Regions from separate parts of the Sus scrofa genome. Here region 2 is linked to region 1. A link is a contact called in public Hi-C data. All regions are on one chromosome and are shown on one strand. The core of a region is the stretch at or near the end of the contact, and the rest is flanking DNA. Distances in the headings are between cores, read along the strand shown. Region 1 holds the start of ARFGAP1 (ADP-ribosylation factor GTPase-activating protein 1). Region 2 holds the start of PRPF6 (pre-mRNA-processing factor 6).

Region 1 (5,071 bases), core at 654-3,153:
TTCGAAGGCAAACACCGGACCGAACACTGGACTGCACCACCCCACCCAGCGCTGGGCACCCGGCCCCGCCCCACAGGGGACCCCGCCCTTGCCGAGCTCCACACACCCACAGTGTGAAGGTAGAAACGGGTGCACGAGGCGCCCTTCCCAGAGAAGCTGGCCTGCCCAGAGGCTCAGTTCTGGCCACCACGACCCAGTCAGACAAAAGTCAGAACTGGGGGTGGCCTGTCCTGATTTCTAATTGTATAAAATAAGGCAGAGTGAGTGTCTGTGGAAATACTGCAGAGAAAATATGTGAAAAATAAATGACTTCGCCTGGATTTAAGAGGAATTCTCCCCAGCGACTGGTTCTGTATGTGAGAACCCTAAATGCTGTGAAATTTTAAGTTGGATACAGAAAAACAAATACCTGCTAACTTTCAAAATTAGAGTTTATCAGAGTTCCCGTTGTGGCTCAGCGGTTAAAGAATCTGACTAGGAACCCTGAGGTTGCGGGTTCGGTCCCTGGCTTCGCTCAGTGGGTTAAGGATCCAGTGTTGCCGTGAGCTGTGGTGTAGGTTACAGACGCGGCTCGGATCCTGCGTTGCTGTGGTTCCGGTGTAGGCTGGCGGCTACAGCTCCAATCTGACCCCTAACCTGGGAACCTCCATATGCCGCAGGTGCGGCCCTAGAAAAGGTAAAAAACACAAAAGCAATCCCAAAAAACAAAACAAAACAACAGTTTATCTTGGAAAATGATCCAGGAACTCCTGTTTTAATGTTTGAAATCAAGATGGTCAAACACAGTTTTCTGCACGTGGATGTGGCTTCTGCAAACAGTGAACTAAACACACTTTTTCTCCGTTTATGAAGAAAACCACTTCTCAGACTGCAGGATGCTGCTCCTGAAGTGGGGACCTCCTCAACCCTGGAGATCAAAGGGGGTGACGCAGGGACACTGCCTGGTCCCCAGGGCTGTTACCCTCATCTTTCTCAGACACCAGCCAAGACACCCAAAGCGCCTCGTCCAAGCACAAGGCTGTCTCACTCTAAAGCAGAGAGCGGAAGCCAAATGTCAAGGCTAATTATCCCCGGGCCATTGTTACGGCCCCACCGGGCCCGTCAGAAACAGCCTGGCCGGCACATCGCGCCTGCACTGAATGAGCACAACTCTCCTTCGGGGCCTGCGATGAGGCTGTTCAACAGCGAGGGCGGCCAAGGAGCATACTTCTAACCTGAAGGCACATAACCTGAAAAAGAATCTTAGAGTCGCTTCTCGGTTTCCTCTCCTCCCAAGACGATCACCCACCGCGGATGAGGAGGCAAGGAGCTGAGGCCCGGAGGCTGCCCCCGGAAGGGCCTCTCCGACACCGACTCTTCCCTCCTCGGGCGGGAAGCCCCTTCGGAGCTACGACCCGGCCTGACCAGAGCCTGTGTCCAAACCCGGTCCTGGGTCCGAAGGTGGGGACGGGGCAGGGCCGGCTGGCCCCACGGAGGGGCTGCGGTGGGCAGGGGCCCGTGACAGCCTCGGAGGAAAGAAGGCTGGGGGCCGGGGGCGCGCGGCGGGGTGGGCGGGGGGTCGGTCCGGGCGGGGGCGGCGGCGGAGGGGCGGCGCGGGGGGGCCCCCCGGGCAGCAGTCCGCCGGGGCGGGGGCGGCAGGGGCAAGGCGGCCTCCGGGAGGGGTGGGGGTCCGGGCGGGGCAGCCGCCGGGAGGGGCTGAGGACTAGCCGGGGGGAGCCGGGACTTCGGCCGTGTCTTACCTGGCAGGGCTCGATCCTGCGCGCCCGTCGGGCGGGGGTCCGGGCGGGGGTCCGGGCGGGGGTCCGGGCTGGGGTCGGCGGCGCCGCGAACTGCACCGAAGATGCTCGCCGGCCGCCCACCCCGCCGCCACCCGCTTCCGGCTACGTAGCGCGTCGCGAGGCCTGACGGGAAGCCGGGGGCGGGCCGGCGGGGGCGGGACTTCCTCCGGCCGGCTGGGCCGGAAGCGCGTCCCTGCCCCATCACCATGGGGACGCGTCCTTCCCAGGGTTGCAGTCTCAGACTGGTTGTCCCGCGGGGCCCACGAGGTCCTGGGGGCCGACAGCCACGCTCACCGGCGACGCGCCATCAGGACGCTCAAATGAGGATGGCTCAGGGGCGTCTACTTACAAGGGAGCCGATTAGGGGGGCGTGGGCGGGCTTAGGGCACCGCCGGAATTCTGCGGGCCGCCGGAGCTGGAGCCCCAGAGCTGTGACGTCAACAGGCCCCAAGGAAAAGGGGGAGGGAGAGGTTCCGGGACTCCGGAAGGAGAGAGTCCTCAGGGCCTCTGCCCCAGAGAAGCTGTTATCTTTGGTTGAGGGCGTGGCCAGCCGAGGAGATCTAGCCGAGGAAGCCGCAGGAATAAATGCCGGCCCCTCTGGCCTCTCACCTCCCGATCTCCTGATCCGGCCTCCCGCTGGCCGAGCCCGTTGGTGAACTCCGAGGAGAAGAAGGGTGCAAGCAGGCTGCAAAGCAGTGTGAATAGTAAGATCCCAAATACGGGAAATTTGACTGCAGGAAAGGAACTGTCGAGAGTGATGCTCTCTGGGAGGTATAATGGCAAACGATTTTTGGTTTTGTTTTCACTTTATGCTTTTCTGAGAAGTCCGCATATTCTTCACGGACCTCCGTAACTTTTGGAGTAACCCAATATAAACACTTCTACTGAGACATAGTTTATTTTCAGTAATGTGCATTCAGTGAGTCTTGGCGGATGTGCGCCCCAGCGTAGCCACCACCATGATCAGTTACACGGCATCTCATCGGAGGCAAGCCCTGTTCTTTTAGCCCATTTCTCAGGTGGTCTGTTCTAGAACATCACCTAATAGAATCATGCCACGCTTTCAAATGGCTTCTTTCATTCAGACTATGTTGTCAAGGTTCGTCCCTGTCTTAGCCTCTGTCAGCACTTCATTCCTTTTCACAGCTGAATACTATTCCACGACATGAAAATGCCCCTTTGTTTATCCGTTCACATATTGGACACTACAGTCATCTCTGAGTCTTGGCTGTTGTGAATAGAGCTGCCCTGAAGTTCATGTACAAGTCCTTTAAGGGTATATTTCATTTTTTTTTTTTTTTGGTCTTTTTGCTATTTCTTTGGGCCGCGGCATATGGAGGTTCCCAGGCTAGGGGTCTAATCGGAGCTGTAGCCGCCAGCCTACGCCAGAGCCACAGCAATGCTGGATCCGAGCCGCGTCTGCAACCTACACCACAGCTCACGGCAACGCCGGATCGTTAACCCACTGAGCAAGGGCAGGGACCGAACCCGCAACCTCATGGTTCCTAGTCGGATTCGTTAACCTCTGCGCCACGACGGGAACTCCAAGGGTATATTTCAAAACCTCTTTTGCTTAATTACCTAGAAGAAACATTGCTGGGTGATGAAGTAAAGGGCATGTTGAGCTTTGTAAAAAATTGTGTGGCAGTCTTCCGAAACAGCTGTACCATTTCACACTCTGCCAGCCCCGGAGCTCCAGTTGCTCCATGTCCTTGGCAACACTTAGTATTGTCAGCCTCTTAGTTGCAGCCAGTCTGAGGGGTACAACACAGAGTCTCATTTGCATTTTCCCTCCACTGCTGGTTGAAAGCTTCCCTGGGTGCTCCTCTTCGTTTCTGGGCGATTCGAGCTGCTGGCATCTCAAACACAAAAGGGCTAAGACGGTGTGGATGGGGCACTCATAAGGTCTACTCAGCGGCAATGTGAGACAGTGTGGAGTTTAGCATGAGACCCTGTGGTTGGAACCGAGTGGGTTCCACGACTCAAAAGTGCGAGGGTCTCATGCTGGATTCCCGACAGTGTGCTCCCTGGAGGAGATGGGCTGCGAAGGAGGAAATTTTTTTTTTAAGGGAAGTTCCTGGGCTAGAGGTTGAATTGAAGCTGTAGCTGCCGGCCACAGCCACAGCCGCAAGCACAGCCACACGGGATCTGAGCCACACCTGCAACCTACACCACAACCTGTGGCCACATCAGATCTTAACCCACTGAATGAGGCCAGAGATCAAACCCGGGTCCTTACGGATACTAGTCAGGCTCTTAACCCTCTGAGCCACAGTGGGGGCTCTAAGGAAGCAATGGGAGGAGAGGAAAGGGAGGTGGTCCCGGAAAGGCCACAGTGGGAGCTGCCGTTTGGCCCTGGCTGGAGCGAACGGGGAGAAGAGGCGGAAGTTTCAGTTTTCTCATCATAAAGCTAAAAGGTCAGTCGTCCCCCCCCACCCCCGCTGCCCCGCTTTGGGAGGCCTGGGGCTGTGCTCATCCACAGAGCAGGGCCTCTGTCCCCAGAGCCAAGAGCAGAGGGGTGGCCCTTCCAAGGACACCGCAAGCCTGCACTCACAGCACACGTGGCACCCCTGCCTCTCTCTGCCACATTAAGGCTCACACAGTGGCCACGTCACAGAGGAGAAAGTGCTCGTGGCCGGGGCAGGGGCTGGGCAATCACGCGGCAAATGGTGGGGAACACGCAGCTGCGACTTGAAGCCGTTTTACACCGTCCGAAACACCAAGACCACGTGTGTTTCTTCCAGAACCGCCAGCGGTCCATTGACTCCCAGTTAGAGGAACGCGATCCTCGTGGTTTGTCCCCAGGGCTCCCGACGTTCTCGACGTGAAGACACCGAGGGGCTGTGAGGGCAGCTGAATGAAAAGCTCCGAGGAGGGGGCTCTGGGAGGCCGGGTGCTCCTGGCGCAGGCCCCGGCCACAGGAGTTCACCTACGAGGGCGCTGGGGCCCGGGGTGCGCCGCCACTCTTCCCTGGACTCAGCTTCCCCACCTGTGACGGGAGGGCTCTTTCGGGCCAGGGCCCAGGCTTGCTGCCCACGGGCCGGGAGTCAGGCCGGGGCTTTTGCTGAGAGGAGCTCGGTTTCGACCCCACGACAGCCACGCCGCTCCCGCTGACGTGAACCCGCTGTTTGGGGAAGAAATGGAAGCGCAAAACAAGGAATTTGCCCAAGATGGAAAAGTCATGGAGCGGTGAGCTGAGGTGGGCACCCGGCTTCTGCAGCATCCTCCTCGGAGCGGAACGTGGGCCTTCACTGCGGGCGTGGGGCTGGGGGACTGGCGTGTCCTCTGACCCC
Region 2 (5,071 bases), core at 876-3,375, 440 kb before region 1:
AGTAGCTGACATAAGAGCACCCGCCACCCCAAGCCACTCATCACAGATGCCAAGAGCACACTGCTGAAGCTGGGCGGCCCTTCTGGACACTGGCCAGGGAGCCCCAGTCACCTCATCATAGTTGGTGTCATTCAGATCCTCATCGTCGTCATCTGCGGCCTGGCTCTTCTTCATCTGGTCCCCGACGGTCCTCTTGCCCGGGGGCGCGTGGCGGTCATCCACGGGATCATTGGCATCCCGGGCAGGCCCAATGTCTGACCGGGTGGTGAAGCCAGTGGCACTGCAGGAGACCCCAAGACGCCCACTTATCTGAGTGGCCTTGTTTCTGTGCTTTTCCCTCCACAGGCGTCACCTGATGACACCTACTTTTCCAACTGCTCTGGGAAACCTCCAAAGATCCCGTGAACTCCCCACAGTGCCGTGTGTGCAGGGAACCCCACACAGCCGTGCTCTCCAACGTCGCCGTCCGTCCGCTTCAGGACAGGAAGCTGAGGAGGCTACCAAGGCTCTCTCCTGCCACCCCCGTTCTCCGGGAGAGGGCTTCGCCAGGGCACCAGCCTCCCATTCCCAACACCTGCTAGGCATCTCCCTCTCCCACTCCACCCGGGCCTTCCAACGCAGCTCGGCCCAGGCAGAGCTCCCCTTCCGCACCGGCCCTGCAGCGGCAGCTCTGGGCTGTTTCAGCGGGTGGTGGCAGTGCCGTCCCAGGCACCATGGCATTGGCTCGGCCTCCCTCTCCCTCCCACCCGCCTCCAAGCTCTACAGGGTCTCCCCCCAGAACCCATGCTCCTGAGACCATGACTCCCATCCCATCTCGTTAGGAAGCAAGCTACCCCCCTGCATGGAGCTTCCCTAGCTTCAACACAGCTCCGACCGCAGCCTCTACGCAGCAAGGCTCTCATTCAGATTTGAAGGAGGAAACGAAAGCTTTACAGGCAAGCAAAAGCTAAGAGAATTCAGCACCACTAAACCAGCTTTACAACGAATACTAAAGGAACCTCTCTAGGTAGAAGGAGACCATAACCAGAAACAAAACTATGACGAGTGACGGGGCTCACCGGCAAAGACAAACACGTGAGAAAGGGAGAAGGTCAGCCACACACAAACAGGCCACCAAACCCAGAAATCGGGAGCAGAGGAGGGTACAAAGGCAGGATGCTGGGGATGCACTGGCAATGAAGAGACCAACAGCTTACAACAACCCTGTGTATACAAAGACTCCTATATCAAAACTTCACGGTAACTGCAAACCAAAAATCTACAAGAGATACACACAGAAATAAGAAAAAGCAACCCAAAAACAACACTGAAGACAGTCATCAAACCACAAAAGAAGATAATAACTGCTCAATTCCTCAGCAATAAACGGCCGTCATCTGATCTAGGGGACCCAGTCACAAGCCTCACAGATGCCACCCCTGCCCGCGGAGAGCTGACTCTGAACAGGCAGTACTGTGACCACCGACACCGCAGCGGAAGAACGAGCAACCCTGAGCGAGCACACAGAGGACCCCGGCCGGACGGTGGGGGAATCAGTCCCGTTCAAGGCAGGGGTTGGGGGGGGGCGATGCCTGGCCTGGGGGGTAGTAGCCACGGTGCTCAACTACAAGCACTGCACACTCGCAAGACGGCGTTACCACCCGCCTCTCAGCACAAACACCGGGCTCAGAGCGCCCCGGTGTCCCGTCTCCTGGGGAGGCAGCCTCGCTCGGGTCTGTCCGAACCCAGGACGCCGTTCTTCCCACAAAGACCTGGCCAACCCTGCGCCACCGCTGCTCTCGTCCTCCCCGCCCCGACCCGCCGCCTCACTGAGACGTGTGGGCAGTCGCGACGCGACCACGGTCCCGCCCGGGGCTCCACCCCAGCGCGCGGCCCGCCCCAGGCCTCACCCCCGGCCCAGCCCGGGCACGTAGCCGAGCGGAGCGGGCATGCCCAAGAACGGCTTCTTCTTCTTGTTCATCGCGGCTGTGACGCCGACGGCCGGGAAGGGAAAGGACGGAGGCTGCGGCCGGAGGCCAAAGACGACAGACGACCGAAGCGCCGCCGCAGGAAGAGCTCGCGCGCCCGCGTCACCCGCGCCCCGGAAGCAGAGCGCGCGAACCGACAGATCCCCGCCCACCTCGGCGGCCCCGACCGGAAGTTCCCTAAAGGCGACTTCCGCCCGCTTCCGGCGGCTCCTTGACTCCGAGACCGAGACGCGATAGGCGCATGCGCGGGGGGCGCCTGCTCGTGTAGCTGCGGGCGGGCGGGCGGTGTCACCCTCGATTAGCCCTCGATTAGCAGTCTGCACACGGGGGAACCTCAAACCTTGAGCCGGGGCGGCCCTGCTAACTGCGTGTACTCGATGCATTTCCGATACCTGCCTGTATGGGCAGGACCTATGGGTCCCCCGCCTCCCGGATCCGCCCTCCCTGCCCCCCGCCCAGTCGCCCTGGCCCCGGGGCAGGGCCTAACACAGCTCCGGGGGCTGCACACCCAGCCAGTTGTGTAGAGCTTATGCGGAGTGTATGTGTTGTGATCGCGTGTCCCCGGGTGCAGACTGCTTCCCTGGCTCTCCGCGCTCAGATTTCTGGACCCGATCCGGCAGCGCCGGTACCTGTACAGGCCCCCACCCCCACCATACCCTGAACATTCAGGTGCTTCTGGTGAGGGTGGGAGCCCAGATCCTAGGGAGCTAATTGATGAGCATAAATAAATGCACCAGGACAAGTTAGTATGCGGGCATGAGTGGTCACAGCATGTGGGTGAATTCCGTGTGTCCGTGGGCACAGGTGCAAGTCAAGCCACCTGTGCTCATATTTTAGGTGAATATGCATGACCGTCCTTGGCATACATGTCTGTGTGTCCATGTGCACGTTTGCTGAGGTGGCTGTGGGACATCCTCTGGCCCCCACATTCACCTGGGGAGAGCCCTCAGGCTCTAGGCAAAGCAAGCAAAAAGCTGGCCACATGTTTAGCCTTCTGCTGGACCAGGCAGCCCCCAGCCCACCCTAACCTTTCTCACTGGGGTCCTGGAGCAAACATAGCTCTCCTGCCTGCTGCAGCCTTCTCAGAGTTTCTCCCTCCTCCTTGCCCCCAGCCGAATCCCTTTCAGCACCACGCCCTGGACGCTGAGTCAGATTCTGGGTCTCCAGAGGGGAGGGGAGAGACCCTGCTGTCCTCCAGAAGTTTGCGGTGTTGTGGGGAATAAGAAAGGGTCGAACTGACTTCTCTGGGGAAACGAGTGCCCGTTGGACAGGGAGACCACTGGAGAGGTCTGGAGATGACGTGAATAAAGGAATAAGTAAACTGACATAGGAGAATGGGTTAGGTCTGGCCCTTGACCTGGCCCCCAGTGGACAGAAGCTCCCCGGAGCAGGTACACTACCCTCTCCCCTCCACACACGCACTCTTATGTCCCTGACTCAGATGCTCCTGCAGACCTCTGGATCTCCTGCCGGTGCACAGAGTCCCTTGTCCTTGCACGCCCAGGTGCGCACTGCCGGCCCGTGCCCTGGCAGGCACCGTTCGCATACGCAGATCCGCGCGCCGCCGACACACCTCCGAGTTCCCGGAGCGCGCCCGGCTCTCAGGGCTCAGCGGCAGGTGCCTCGCCGCGCAGACTCGCCGGGCGCGGGGACCGGCTCGGGCGCGGGGCCGGTTGGGGCGGGGCGGCGGCGCGCGTTCCCCGCCGGCCACACGGGCCGCCCTGCGCCCGGCGAGGGGCGTGTGCACAGGCGGGGGACCCGCGGGCCCCATGTTCACGGAGCTGAGGACCAAGCTGAGCCCCCCGCGAGGCCGCTCCGGGGCTGTGCGCGCCGGCTTCGGGGAGCGCCGGGATGTGGACGGTGAGCGGGCTGGACCGGGGCGCGGGAGTATCGGGGTCTGGGGGCTCGAGGACCGAGAGGGACAGGGGCGGGTCCTGGCGGACTCCGAATGGCAGCCGCACTCGGAGTGGGGGGCGCGCCCTGGTCGAACAGGGTCTCGGGTGTCTTTGTCCTGTGCCGGGGCGGGGGTGGGGTGGGGGCGGGCAGTCAGGCCTTGGGAATCAGCGCGCCTTGGTTTGGGAGAGGTGACCCGCTCGGGCTCCTGTCCCCAGGCGAGTAGCACCCCTTTGATCACCTTCTCCTTTGCGCGGAGAAAACCTTCCCCAGCCCCAGCAGTGGGGCCGAGGGGTGGCCGAGACCACAGCGGGACTCAGGCGCCCCCTCCCCATTTTCCTACTGGAAATCTGACATTGGGGCTAGAAGGCGGGACGCACCGATGGACGGACGAAGAGCCCTCCCCCCGGCGCGGACAGGAAATGGGCGGGGCCAAACTGGCCCGGGACAGGTGGCAGAGGCCTCCCACTAGTCCTACCGCCCCTGGCCGGCCTGCGCTGCGAGGCCCAGCGACCCAAAGCCCTGGGACCCCTGCAGGCCCCTGTTCCCTGGGAGGTGCCAGTCTTCTTCCCCCACAGTAGTTACTGCAAGGCACCTCCAGCGGCCACACCCTCTCTCTGACCCCAGGCCTCAAATTTAGAGTCGCCTGTGGCCACTGATACCAGAAAGTTGCAAGAATGGGGAGGAAGGGGGGTAGTGGGGGTGGGGGGTGGGGGGAAATAGTAAGACGTGGGTTTCCCCGCATTAATGAGACCTCCTGGGCACATCACCAAACCCTCCCCTCCCTAGGGGTGAGAGGTTGTGTCCACAGCAGGGAAGGTCTCCCTACGGCTGCGGGGGGTGGGTCCAAGGCCCTGGCCTGGGAACCTGATTCTGCCTGCTGAGTCAGGGGCTGGCGCCGCTATAACTTGGGGGCAAGGTTGGGTCCTGCTTCCTGTCTCTCCCCAGGGCCCTCTTGATGTGTGGACGTCACAGAGAATCTTGATCCATCCATTCATTCATCCACCGTGTTTCTGGGCACCTCCCATTTACCTGGAGCCATGCCAAGGGAGGGCCCCATCCAAGGGTCTGCCCTCCGCTGACTCATGTCAGCACCAGCACAGAAATGATGGCAAAACTGAAACGTGATGAGTGGGGTGAAGCTAGGGTAGGAAGGGAAAGCACAAATCGGCCCCTGAGCCCCTGAGCCCACGGCTGCAGCTGGCATGCTT

What was found. Hi-C and Micro-C count contacts between places; a contact is called where the count stands out from the background.
Region 2: a contact with region 1 is called in a Hi-C map of skeletal muscle, with 7 times the contacts expected there. The contact joins the promoter of PRPF6 here to the promoter of ARFGAP1 in region 1. A contact is called at or near these places in 1 of 5 promoter capture datasets (liver) and 2 of 47 Hi-C or Micro-C datasets (liver and skeletal muscle).

What each region holds. Positions count from the first base shown.
Region 1 is chr17:62,376,892-62,381,962 of Sscrofa11.1, reverse strand. ARFGAP1 (ADP-ribosylation factor GTPase-activating protein 1) reads right to left here and starts at 1,903. Exons shown (of 12, transcript XR_002339924.1): 1 at 1,740-1,903.
Region 2 is chr17:62,812,563-62,817,633 of Sscrofa11.1, reverse strand. PRPF6 (pre-mRNA-processing factor 6) reads right to left here and starts at 2,125. Exons shown (of 21, transcript XM_021077613.1): 1 at 1,890-2,125; 2 at 112-280. The coding sequence starts at 1,960. SAMD10 (sterile alpha motif domain-containing protein 10) reads left to right here and starts at 3,641. Exons shown (of 5, transcript XM_021077668.1): 1 at 3,641-3,827. The coding sequence starts at 3,737.